Regions from separate parts of the Ovis aries genome. Here region 1 is linked to region 2. A link is a contact called in public Hi-C data. All regions are on one chromosome and are shown on one strand. Each heading gives the region's core, a stretch centred on a gene start, on an enhancer-like site or on the middle of the called end of the contact. The rest is flanking DNA. Distances are from core to core; before and after follow the strand shown.

What was found. A called contact is a pair of places that touch in the nucleus more often than the background predicts.
Region 1: a Hi-C map of hypothalamus shows a contact between it and region 2, with 2.4 times the contacts expected there. The contact joins the promoter of C19H3orf20 here to the promoter of RBSN in region 2. A contact is called at or near these places in 3 of 16 Hi-C or Micro-C datasets (hypothalamus, skin fibroblasts and tail adipose tissue).

What each region holds. Positions count from the first base shown.
Region 1 is chr19:57,538,078-57,544,927 of ARS-UI_Ramb_v3.0, forward strand. C19H3orf20 (chromosome 19 C3orf20 homolog) reads right to left here and starts at 2,245. Exons shown (of 15, transcript XM_042236434.2): 1 at 1-2,245. CCDC174 (coiled-coil domain containing 174) reads right to left here. Exons shown (of 12, transcript XM_060402954.1): 11 at 5,521-5,673; 12 at 3,758-4,435. The coding sequence ends at 4,137.
Region 2 is chr19:57,098,058-57,104,461 of ARS-UI_Ramb_v3.0, forward strand. RBSN (rabenosyn, RAB effector) reads left to right here and starts at 4,548. Exons shown (of 12, transcript XM_027957805.2): 1 at 4,548-4,662. It also overlaps the pseudogene LOC114109355.

The sequences.
Region 1 (6,850 bases), core at 995-3,494, 440 kb after region 2:
ACTAGGTCTGGGTGACAGGTTTTCACGAAACACCCTGCTTGGTCTGACTGTCCTGGTTTCCCAGTCTTCCTAGACAAGAAGCTACACCATCCCATCGTTCTCCCCACTCTGCCCACGCACTTGCTCCATGTGTGTTAAGCTAACGTCTGGACCCACAGCAGCAAACACCTCGCCACCAGCCAGCCAGCAGGGCAGGTGCCAGGACCAGGGGAGTTCCGTTCCCTCTCAAGGTTTTCAGCAGGCTGACCGAGTCACTGGCCACCACTTACTTACCTTAGCCATATAGTTTCTTACAGGAACTGCTTGACATATAACTGACTTAGTTCGATTTACTGGCTGAAAAGAAATTGAACACATATGGCGTGGCTGCTCTGTGTCGTATTAACTGTAGAGACCAGTACCCTCGCCCATTCCAGATTCTGAATTCTACTGCCTCAGCTGTATGTCACAACAAGGGCAGCTGAGAGCCAGCTCCCAGGCTGCACTACAGCTTTAAGAGGAGATAAATTATCCCACAAGTCTTTGGCAAATGCACAGCTAAACATAGCAGGAATCTCATGTATATGGATTTAAAGTTTCTCCTTTGGGACTTTTGCAAGCAAACAAAAGGATTTATTAAGCCAATTCAAACGAACTGTATTAAAACACACAAAGGCCTGGAGAAAAGATTACAATGAAAACAAATAATTCAAAGCAATTTCTAATCCAAGACATTTTGCTTAGCTCCACAACGCCATGAACGAGGTGTGGTCATGCTTTCCAACCGGAGGTTTCAGCACTGGTGGCTCCCAAGTCAAACACAGCCACAGGAGTAGCGTGAGTGCTTAATGCAGAGCTGGAAGAGGTCTGTTTGCCGATCACTTAGTTACTAACAGGAGAATTATATGTAGTTAAACCACAAAACGTGTAAAAACAGGTCAGAGCTGTGCTGTGCATTCACTAGCACTAGACATGTGTCTTTTGAGCACCTGAGTGTGGGATAGTATGACCAAGGAACTACCTTTAAAGTTTATGAAATTTAAAGCTTGATAATCAGTTTCGTTACTGGCCAGCTCTTAAATGTTTTTAAGTGTGTTTGGATCAACTCAGGTATGTGAATCTACTTTTTCAAATATATATTTTGTGAAATCCGAATAGAGACTGAGTATTCCTGATGAAAACTGAACATCTGAATCAAGGTGTGCTAGCAGTGGGCACACGGTGGGTTTTGAGGACTTGGTGAGAAAAGAGATGCAAAGCGTCCCACTGAACTTTCTGTATATTGATGGAGCGGTGAAATATTTTGGATATTCTGGGTTAAATGGAGCTGACTCTTTGAACCTGGGTGTGACCTGGGAGGGCCTACGTGTGCGTGGGCCGTTCACTAACACTACAGCACTACCTGTCCCACCGCCGGCTGAATATGTGGATATGAACGCACGTACAGAGGGCCGACTGCGGAACTCGAGCATCTACACTCTGGTGGATCCCCCCCCAGACACAGAGCGATGGCTTTATACCACAGAAAGAATTCGCTCTTTAAATGTGGCTCCTAGAAATCAAACTGACACACAGGGCTTACACCTCACTTCTGCTGGGCAGTGCTATTTCAGAGCATGGGTCTGCTGTCTAAGAACGCCAGTGCCATCTGCTGGACACACTCCTACGTAACACGCCCAAGAGAAACGGTAAGATTGAACTGTGTTAACGCTCAAGGACTCTGGATCTGAAATGGAACAGGATGTCAACAACTAGGCACTCAACTTATTTGTATGCTGTGAAAGGGGAATTCGAACGAGGCTTATAGGTTTTTAAATCCTAGAGAAAATCCAACTTACACTTATTAGCTGCATGACCATGAGCCAATGTGCACGGACTGGTCTGCTTTCCACCGTGGGTGCCCTGGGTAAGGACAAGAGGTTATTTGGGTGCCCTTCCCACGACCACTGCCTCCCATAAAAGTGAAAGTGTTACCTGCTCAGTCGTGTCTCTTTGTGACCCCATGGACTGTAGCCCGCCAGGGTCCTCTGTCCATGGAATTCCCCAGGCAAGAGTACGGAGTGGGTTACCATGCCCTCCTCCAGGGGATCTTCCTGACCCAGGGATCCAGCCCGCGTCTCCTGCACTGCAGAGCCACCAGGGAAGCCCGCTGCCCCGTGCTCATAGGCTCACTGCTGCCCGGCCACCCCCTCCACAGCCCGCCTCTCCAGTCCCTGCTGCACTACCTCCTGCCCCGCCCTCTGCCCTACACACGCTCTTCCCATCTCCCTCATATTTGCCTAGATACCTTCTTCTCTTTTGTTTTCCCTTATGACCCTAACAATTCTGTTCTTCCTTTCAGTACTCCAATTTCTGTCTCCTCTCCATTTGTCCTACAAGCTGTTTCAGCTGGTTTTACAGAAATGTTGAAGTCTTTGGTCCACTTTGAGATGGTTTTGTACATGGCGTGAGTTAAGTGTCCAAGTCCATTCTTTTGGAGGTGGAGAGTCGACTGTCTCAGAATCATGTTGAGATCTATTCTTTCCCACCACTGTCAAAAATCAAGTGACCACAGATGTATGGGGTTTATTTCTGGACTCTCAATTGTTTCATTGTTTATTAATACATCAGAACCACACTGTTTCAATCCTGGTATCTTTGTAGTAAGTCTTGAAATAAAGAAGTAAGTCCCCCAACTCTGTCCTTTTTCCTTTTTCAAAATTGTTTTAGATATTCCGGGTCTCTTGTAATTCCATACAAATTTTAGTTTGACAATTTCCGCAAAAAAGGAAGCTGGGTCAGTTGGTTTTCATGAATTATTTTTGCTAGGAGATGTATTTGCCTGATCAGGCTGACAAAATGACCTTTTGTAGGTCTTGCAACTCTGCCCTTGATCTGGACTTCAGAGGTTAAGTTTGTAAGGATTTGGGATTTTAATACTGCTCAATACTGGGGTTAAACACAGAGAGCAGAGGGTGCTGGAGAAAGTGTGAGTCCGGAACACGCGCCTAAACCATCTGCCACTTGGATACCACATGACGAGTCACTGACCCTGTGCTCCAGCTTGCAATCTGTGATGCGAACGGGGCCCAAGCATCAGTACTGCCGTGCTGTGGAGCGGAGACCACGGGCTCCTGCGGGCCCTTGGAAGATCTGCTCCAGTGCCTTCTTACAGGACTCACTGGCGAGGGAGGAAGCTCTAACAGCCCGGTGGGCCTGGTGGCCAACTTCTACTGCTTGTCTGCAGCTGTGACGAGGACATTGGGAGAGGACACAGATGGTACCCAGGCACAGGAGGTCCTTCTGGAGCACTGGTAACCCACCTGTTGTTAGCAAAGACAAAGGGATCTAGCAGCCCCTCACTCCAGCCCAAGTCCACCCCACTCAGGCTGGGATGAGTCGGCTCCCAAGTGAGATGAGGGCCTAGATCCGCAGCACCGGAAGAGCAGGCGGAGCTGAAAAACTGACTGATGGCTAAGAAGCATATCACTCGCTGACGAGGCCCAGCAGCCTCCACATGTGCCCGTCACTCAATAAACGCTTACTGAATGCCTACTCTGCAAGTGACATCAACATGTTCTTTTCTGGACTACAAAGTCCTCCCTGGTCTTCCTGATCATTTCAAATGATACCCTAAATTCTCCACCAGTGTCAGGGTCCTCCTGGAGACCAGATCATTTCGTACCCCAATGTCCCCTTCTGTGCTACCGTTTGAAAGGCTGAAATTCTTCCTAACAGATGCTCCATCAACTGACTTGGAAGCTGAATGCTTGGAACAAAGACATCTGTCAGCCAGCACTGGCAAAAGGAGAGAAACGGAGCCTTTAATCTGAGTAAGTCATCGGAGTGGGCATGAGAGACAGGCTTACAGATTCCTTAGGATCACAGATTCCTTAGTATCAAATATTACAGAATATGTCTACTCTATCTCAGCTCACGTATAAATCCAGATGAACTGGTGTCTCCATACCGATCAGAATGAAATGAATAGCTAAGTGGCCAGAGTTCCCACAGTACCATTCACTTTCTTCCCTGCTGACAAATCCAGCCTGAGGTCTGGGTCTTCAGGGAAAGGACAGGAAGAGAAAGCTACAATTCAGTCCCTAAAGTTATTTTCTCCACTGTGGGAGAGGAAGGCACCATTAACAGTACAGACCCAAGTTACAGTGTTTTTAACTTCATGTTACTTGTTTATAATATGATATCATATCATCCAGAGTTTCAAAAGTGACCGTCGGGGCTTGTGGTGGGCTGCTGGGGGCAGGAGCGGATGACGTCTGTGACGCGCAGGGGTCATGGCTCTGGCCAGAGTGCTGCCCCGGGTCCCTCTGTGCAGGGGCAGGTCGGCTCCAGGCCTGGCTGCTCAGAGACTCAGTTCTCTTTTGGTCCACAAAGTAATACGATGGTGGCGCAAACTCAGGGTCTCTCTCAGCCCGGAGATCTGACTGTCTCTTCGACCAGTATCCAAAGGAAAAGTCTAGTAAAAAATAAAGTGTTCTTAGAACTGATTATTGAATCATTTGAATGCTTTTAGTTTTTAATCGTCATCTGTCTTTCTTAAAAGCCACCTTACATTCTCCGGAGAACTAAACTACAAGGCGCATGCAATGCCTACAGAAGCACAGGGAAGGAACCGGGCTGAGAAAGAGGAGTGAAAAGTCCCACAGAGAAAAGCTCAGGGAAGGTTCTGTGGAGAAAGAAGGCTGGCGGGTTCTGGGGACAATGCCAAAAAAGCACAAAAACAGAAATAACGAAGTGTTTAAATCATTTGCTTGACATGTTATAGGTACTTCATAGCAAAACACAAGTTTTGTCCTCTACTGAGTTTTAGAAGATACAAAGGGCACTGTCCAGAGCTATCTGTCTCTAACAGCGGCACAGACCCAAGCCACGCGCCATCCGCATCTTTCACTTGAGTCGTGATCTCACAGGCTTCAACAGTTAAGCGAATGTACCACTGAAATGACTGTTTTCAAAATGGCAGAAACCAGAGTCTTTTTCCCAAAGAGAGGTCACTGCAGGTACCACAGTGTCTTTACAGGAAAAAACTTAAAGAAAAATTTGCATAACCTAGTAGAACCATATGTGAATTCAAGTTAATAAACTTGAATGCAGATTGTTTTCAAGAGAGCATAAAAGAGACTGTTAAAAACACAGACTACATTAAAGTACCAAACTTTCCTAAGACTTTAAAAAAGCAGTTCTGGACAAACAGTATCCCGAAGGTGTGAAACCACAAGAGGGCAGCAGGAATTTCCAAAACCTGCCCTTAAGTGCGTCTTTAAAATAGCTCATCCTTTAGGTATGATGCCTTGCAGACCCTAGTCTTTTATATCACACTTTCTAGTGCTTCTGGTTATTGAGAAGAAACAAGCTCAGGGACCTAGAGAATCCTCTAAGCTTCCCAGGACCACTAAGACTCACCAGAATCACAGTCTGCTCAGGAGAACCGACCCCTCACCTTTCCTCTGTTCCACTCGTGGACGTGTGGCACCCTAGGCCTGATAATCCTTCCCCTCCTAAACCAAAATCACAGTCTGCTCAGGAGAACCGACCCCTCACCTTTTCCTCTGTCCCACTCGCGGACGTGTGGCACCCCGGGTCTGGTATCTTTCCTCTCCTGAACGATGACTTCTACTTTGCTACTCTGGGCAGCTGTACGAGGAGCTGGCGTGACGTCTGGTTCTGGGGGCAAAGGCCCAATAACATCTCCATCTATTTTTGTAAAGGAAATAAGACTTCATTACAATAAAGCTTACGACTACTTTAAAAAGTTAAATAGAACATACTTATCCTGAGAGTACAAGCAATACCTGGTATTCACTGAGCACCTATTATATGCCAGGTTGTGGGCTAAGTACTTTGTACACAGTAGTTCACTTAGCTCTTTAACAACCCAATCTCAGGACTGGTACTCCATTCTATCCCCATTTTACAGATAAGGAAAATTACCATCAGAAATGCTACAAAGGTAAATACTGAAGAGCCAGGATTCAAACCCAGATTGGATGGATTTCAAAGTCTCTGTTTGACACTATGCCACCCCACCTCCCCTGATCAACAATCGAAGGACCAGAAACCCTTCAATTACTCAAAGAAAGAGTCTCAGGCAAAGCAAGGGTGACAAGAGGTGGAGCCTGGTGACAGTCTGTAGGCTATTCAATTCTGGCCATAGTTTAAAAGAAAACGGTGTTTTAAAAAAACACTGGTGGCACTTCACGTCTTGTGGAAATGACATGTTCAGGAGTAGAGCAAAAACAGAGAAACAATACACAGAGTTTAACATGTCACAGGAAGACAGCATTTATACAAAACTAAGTGGACCATCTTCCAATTTTTAAGTGTCTCGATCTCCTCTCAAAGCTAAACTGAAGTGAGTTCAGAATTTTAAAATGGCATGGGCTTGTATGTTAGAGCTAGAGAAGCTTCCATCCGCCCCATTGGGATGCAAGTGAGAAGGCTGTGTGTGAATCCCAACGCACAATCCTAGAAAGGTGGCTGGTTCCGGCCCCTTCTTCCCCCGGGCTGAAGCATGAACAGGTCCTGCGGAGCTAGCGACCACGCAGGTGTCAGCAACCCTCTAGGGAACGGGAAGCAGGAAGACTGGAGGAAGCAGGAGAGCAGGTGACCGCCTGGGGCAGAGCTGCCCCCTGCCCTGGACACCCCCAGCACTGCAACGTTAAACTCGAGGAGCAGGCGTCCACCTGGTTTGAGCCAGTCTATGCAGTCTGTTGGGCAGTTCAGCCCAGACGGGCGTGAACTCACACAGTGAGCGTGTCTGACCACAGTACTGAAGTGTTTCCAAGCATGCTGACAGACAGATGTGGTAAGCTGTCTCTACCCACATCTCTACCTTGGCACGCTGTCTCTACCCACATCTGTAAATTATTTA
Region 2 (6,404 bases), core at 3,298-5,797:
TAAGCAAAATCACTACCGCAGGAACTCATTCTCCCTGCCTACCACTCACCTCTTGAAATTTGCATCTTGAATGGGGCTTCTTTTTTGAACTGTTTCTGATAACCAACCCTAGGACGTTTCTGGAGGTGGGGTGTCATTTCTAGGGCCCCAGCTCTTGTGAGTACCCAGTGCCCAGAAGCGGTGGTTTTCAAGGTGTTGTTACAGGACGTGTCCACAAGGCGGCAGCACGTTTCCATTTTGGGGTCTGGGTGGGCGGCAAGCAGAGCCTTGAGAGAAGAAAGTGGCTTTCCTGGGTGGGAGAAGAGGGTGGACAGGGCAAGAAGAAACAGTCGAGGGCTTGTCCTCCTTGCTGTTTCCCGGGACGCTTCCCACCCCCGACGGATGCCACGCCCTGACAGACTGCTCCACTGAGAACGCTGTGGATCCTAGGTCGGGGGACGGCTCCCTGCGAGGAGGCTGCAGCCGGGAATCCCACCAGCGTGAGTTGCGCAGCAGGGGACTCTTGCAAGCTCTTCCAGCCCAGAGCGCGCACCGGTCCTTGGATGTAGAGGGTGCGCCTGGATCGGGAGATCGTGGTCCCATCCACATGGGACCAGACACTCCAGGTCTCAGGGGAGAGACACGCCCTCCCCAGCTCTCTCAGCTGGCCCAGAGTCCAGCCTCGGGGGCCCCAGGCTGCTCAGGCTTCGGGGACGTTACACAAGCCCCTGTCACCGAGACTTCAGGTGCAGAGCCTTGGCATTATCTTTTTTCTTCTTCTTCTTTCAATTTCAGGTGTTTTGTTTATACTGGAATGAAGTTGATTTCGTATGTTGTGTTTCTTTGAGTGTTTAGCATCCTGTTTCTATTATACATTTATATAGAAGTATTCTTTGTTTTTAATTGTTGGTTTTTAGATTATTTTGAGTAGTGTTCCCTTGTTGATTAGGTCCTCCTTGAGTATTTATATGTATTAGAATTGATATATTACTCCTGTACTCCTAATATATCTCTCCACTTAGCTTTTTGCTTCTTTAAGCATCAGTTCATTGTCTGATTCCTGGAATAGGTTTCCGCGTTGTAAATGGCTATGTTTGTATTAGTATGTCGACACCATCTCATGAAATCATAGGCTGCTCTTTGTTCTATGCCTGACACCCTTCACCTAGTATGATTAACTCTAGGTCCATCCACGTTGTTGCAAAAGGCAGTTTTTCATTCTTTTTTTTTTTTTTTTTTTTGGTCTGAGTCAGAGTTCAGCAGATGTATGTCCCACATCCTGACACGTCCATCTCTCTCTGGACACTTCCTTGATTCCTCTTCTTGGCTGTCATGCCATAAACTATGATGAATGTTGTTTGTATGTTTCCTTTCAAACGTCAGGTTTTCTTTCTTTTGCATTTATGTCCAGGAGTTTGATCACCGGCTCAACTTTTTGTGGCATTTTGTAAAAATACATATTTATTTCTTGCTTGGCTGCCCTGGGTCTTAGTTCCATACCCAGGGTCTTTCTTTGCAGAATGCAGACTCTTAGTTGCTTAGTTGTGGTGTGTGGCATCCATTTCCCTGACCAGGGATCAATTGAACCTGGACCGCCTGCATTGGGAGCATGGAGTCTTAGCTTTGGACTATCAGGAAGTGCCCCTCATTGAAATTTTTTTTTTTTTAAGGAGATGTTCCTACCATTCTAAGTCTTATCCATTCATCCACCCATCCTTCACTCCCAAAAAGAGTGAAGGAGAGTTCATTTTTTTCTCCCCCCACCACATTGTACCAATTTGATGATGGCCATTATGACTTCTTTTTCACTCTCCTCTTCCACTTCCATCAAGAGGCTGTTCAGTTCCTCTTCACTTTCTTTGATAACGGTGGTGTCATCTGCATATCTGAGGTTATTGATATTTCTCCCAGCAACCTTGATTCCAGCTTGTGCTTTATCCAGCGCAGCGTTTCTCATGATGTACTCTGCATATGTTAAATAAGCAGGGTGACAATATACAGCCTTGCTGCTGCTGCTAAGTTGCTTCAGTTGTGTCCGACTCTGTGCGACCCCATAGACGGCAGCCCACCAGGCTGTTCTTGTTCTCAAGGCAAGAATACTGGAGTGGGTTGCCATTTCCTTCTCCAATGCATGAAAGTGAAAAGAGAAAGTGAAGTCGCTCAGTTGTGTCTGACTCTGTCCATCACCAACTCCTGGAGTCCACCCAAACCCATGTCCATTGAGTCAGTGATGCCTTCCAACCATCTCACCCTCTGTCGTCCCCTTCTCCGCCTACCCCCAATCCCTCCCAGGATCAGGGTCTTTTCAAATGAGTCAGCTCTTCGCATCAGGTGGCCATAGTATTGGAGTTTCAGCTTCAACAGCAGTCCTTCCAGTGAACACCCAGGACTGATCTCATTTAGGATGGACTGGTTGCATCCCCTTGCAGTCCTACCGCTAGGATATCTGGAGAGCAGCCGACCGTCCGAAGCTCGGGCATCCCCGCGTCCACCGTCAGGGGTGCAGTAGGTCTGGCTGTGCGGCGGCGCCCGCCTGGGTCGGGAGAGTTTGGTCTCCATCAGCACGGACGAGGCATTAGAGGCCCAAGTGGGGCTCATCTGCCAGACCATCCTGTCTTACCTCCCTCAGCCCCACTGCAGTACAGCCTTGAGATCCAGGGCTCCCCAGATGTAGGGGTGTCAAAGCAGTCAGGGTCCCCAAGGCCCACGGTGAATATAATGAGCATTCCCCCCCTTTTTTTGGCCACTGTTGTGTTTTTTTTTAATCCATTCATCCATTCCTGGATACTCTAGGCTGCTTCCATGTCTTGCCTCTTGTAGGAGATGCTGCACTAGGTAAGTGGATGCAGATGCCTTTTTCAGTTAGTCTTTTCTTCAGATAAAACCTAGAAGCAGAATCAGTGAGCCCCACTGCAGCTCTATTTTTAATTTTCGAGGCACTCCGTGCTGGTTTCCACAGCGGCTGCATCACTTTACATTCCCAGTTCCCATCCTCACCAACACACTGCTTTGCGATACAGCCACTCAGTTACAAAGTGATGTCTCACTGCCATCTTGTTTTGCATTTGAAGATTCACAGATTTTCCTGAGCACATTGTACATGCTTGGGTTGGATCCCCATCTTATTTCAAGCTTAAGCTCACGCAGTGATATTCTAGAAGGTTCCACATACTGCGAGTTTCTCAAATACGCCTTTTCTGTCTGGCTCTCAGGAGCTTTATGTACTAGGTGTGTGTGCTCAGTTGCGTGTGACTCTTTGGGACCCCACGGATTGTAGCTCGCCAGGCTCCTCTGTCCGTAGGATTTCCCAGGCAAGGATTCTGGAGTGGGTTGCCATTTCCTCCTCCGGGGGATCTTCCCAACCCAGGGATCGAACCCACATCTCCTGCATTGCCTGGCAGATTCTTTACTACTGAATCACCTGGGAAGCCCCAGAACTTTTATTATTTCTAATTAATTTATTAATAGAACTGCAGTTGTTGGTCTGGAGGAGGCATTAAAGACCCCTGGATGCCTCATATACCATGCATCTTGGCCAAGGCCTAAAGGGCTATAAGGTTCAGTTTTCCAATCTGTGCAATGGAGTGGAAAGCAAGGAATGGGGTTTAACTTCACCTCTCCCTGCCCCACCCCAGTGTCCGCCCATCCCGCGCCCCTGAACTTCCAGTAGTTCTGTAAGGATGTGACACTTGGTCAATAAAGAAGGCTGAGTGCCAAAAAATGGATGTTTTCCAATTGTGATTCTGGAGGAGACTCTTAAAAGTCCCTTGGACTGGAAGGAGATCAAACCAGTCAATCCTAATGGGAATCAACCCTGAATATTCATTGGAAGGACTGATGCTGAAGCTGAAGCTCCAATACTTTGGCCATCTGATGCGAAGAGCTGACTCACTGGAAAAGACCTTGCTGCTGGGAAAGATTGAAGGCGGGAGGAGAAGGGGATGACAGAGGATGACAGGGTTAGATGGCATCACCACTCGATGGACATGAGTTTGAGCAAACTCCGAGAGGGAAAGAGAGGACATGGAAGCCTGGCGTGCTGCAGTCCATGGGGTCACAAGGTGTCAGACACGACCTAGCCGTTGAACAACACCCCCAAGTTGCGGGGTTGGGAAAAACGTAAAATCAAGGGGCGTCAACCGGCCACTCGGAGAAGGCAATGGCACCCCACTCCAGTACTCTTGCCTGGAAATCCCATGGACGGAGGAGCCTAGTAGGCTGCAGTCCATGGGGTCGCGAAGAGTCGGACACAACTGAGCGACTTCACTTTTACTTTTCACTTTCATGCATTGGAGAAGGAAATGGCAACCCACTCCAGTGTTCTTGCCTGGAGAATCCCAGGGACGGGGGAGCCTGGTGGGCTACCGCCTATGGGGTCGCACAGAGCTGGACACGACTAAAGGCAAGAAACAAACAAAACAAACCCCGCCACTCGTTCCGGCGCCTGCGCAGAAGCCGCCGCTGCGCTGATCCTGGGGAATTTTTTTCCGGCCTCTCGATGACTCGGCGCTCCCGAGTGTTTTCTCCCCCGGTTTTTTGGTTTCGCGGCGGCCGCAGGCGTGCCTGCCGAGCGCCGAGCTGTTGATGGAGATGGCGGCCGCGCCCGAGTGAAGGCTCGCGGAGGCCCGGAGCCCGCGTCTGAGGACTGGACAGGCCTGCGCGCCCGGGGGAGGCCCGAGCAGGGTACGGAGAGGGCCAGGCGACTCTCCGGGTTGGGGCGCCACCCCGCTTCGGCCAGCAGACAGGCGGCTGGTGGCGGTGGCGCGGTGGCCCTGTGTGGCGGTGGGTGTGACTTGCGTGGTGGGCGCCGGGCCTCTCCTGCCGCGCGTCCCGCCCGCGGGTCCGCGGTGCTTTCACTCCGGCCGTGGCTGCGCGGGGACGCGTTAGCGGCGTTGGGTTCTGCGGCCGGGGGCTGTGTGGTCCCAGGCTGCGGAGAGCGGCCGGCGGCGCTCGCGCTGGACGAGGAGTTGCAGGAACCGTGGGCCTTATTTGGATTTCGGACAGGATTTCGGGGATGAGCGGCTCGCTTGTGTTGTGGACGTGGGGCCCAGCTAGGTGGTCTGTGATGGGTGTTTGGTTACGTGATCTTAGAGTTCGCTGTTTCATTCATTCCCTCCCGGGGCGTTATTGGGATCGTCGGAGGTTCGTGCCGGGCACTGACCCTGCGGGCGTGGTGGTCGGAACGTGGACGTGGCCTCTGCCCTCACACAGCTCACAGGCTGTGGGTTTTCGTCGCTTTGTGTACCTGTGATTACAAATTGCGGTCAGTGCTGTGAGGAGAGGTGCCCCGGGACAGAACACCTTGAGCAGTGCGTTTCTGCGGCCGTGAAGGTGCCTTGAGGTTTCGGGAGTTTGTGCTGGATTTGCGGCTGGTCGGGTGAGTGGGAAGAGAGGAGGCTCGGATGAACCTCTGGCTAGGAGCTGCTTGTCTTTTCAGCGGCTGTCTCTGAAAGGGGCTGAGATGTGATTGTACGCAATCGTCGGGCTTTTTCACTGGAGGAAGAAAACAGGAACCGCGTGTTTCATTTGTTTATTTCCTGGGTCACCGACCCCCTTTCGCTTTGATGACTGGGCAGTCCCTCCTCAGTGGCCCTGTAAGCGGGTCCATCGGCAGCTCAAAGCTGAGGCTTGTACATTCCTGCTCACTCTCCACCCTCGTCTGTGGCCTCAGGTTCTTGAGAAATTTCTCTGCTTTGGTGGAATGGTTTTGCCTCCGTTTTCCCTGTGGCTGGGAATCTTTCCAAGTTGACATTGAAAGTGACTTTGTCTAGGCTGGATAAAACTGAAAATGTAACTTATTAAACTCTGAATTGTTTAAGCACCGATTCTTTTATTTTTGAGGCAGGGAGAACGTTAGGTTTGCTGGTTTATAAAGTCTAGTAAGTTTATTGGAGAATAAGTACCATACAAACATAAGACACTAAATATATTTTTCTTTTTTTGGTAAGTATTTGTGTTATTTTCAGTTTGAGGCTATCGAAGTAGATTTTTCCTTCTGATCAGTCAAGTTTCTAATGCTGCTCCCTAGACTGAAGTTGGAATTTTTGTTTGGTTTCTAGGATAGATGCTATCCCTTTTACATCAGTGCATTTCTGAGACAGATGCAGAAACTCCATATATGTAGTTGAATAAATGGTCAAGGGAAAGAGAGTCAAGTAAAAACTTCTGCTTGTTGAGAGCTACTTCAGACATGGCATGCACTTTATGAAGCTGGAAACGTTACAGTATTTTCCTCTCTTATGTTCAGGAGTCTGTGCTTCCCCCTTCATTGAGTTGCTGTTTTTGTGTGATGGTCTCATCTTAGAAAGCTTTAGGTTTCCGTCTAAGGATTTGAGAAAGCAGTTTGTATTATCAGACTTGCACTGGAAAACATTAAGTACCCATCTTGAATTGTGAAAAGAATAAGGAAAGTTCTCAGTTACTGC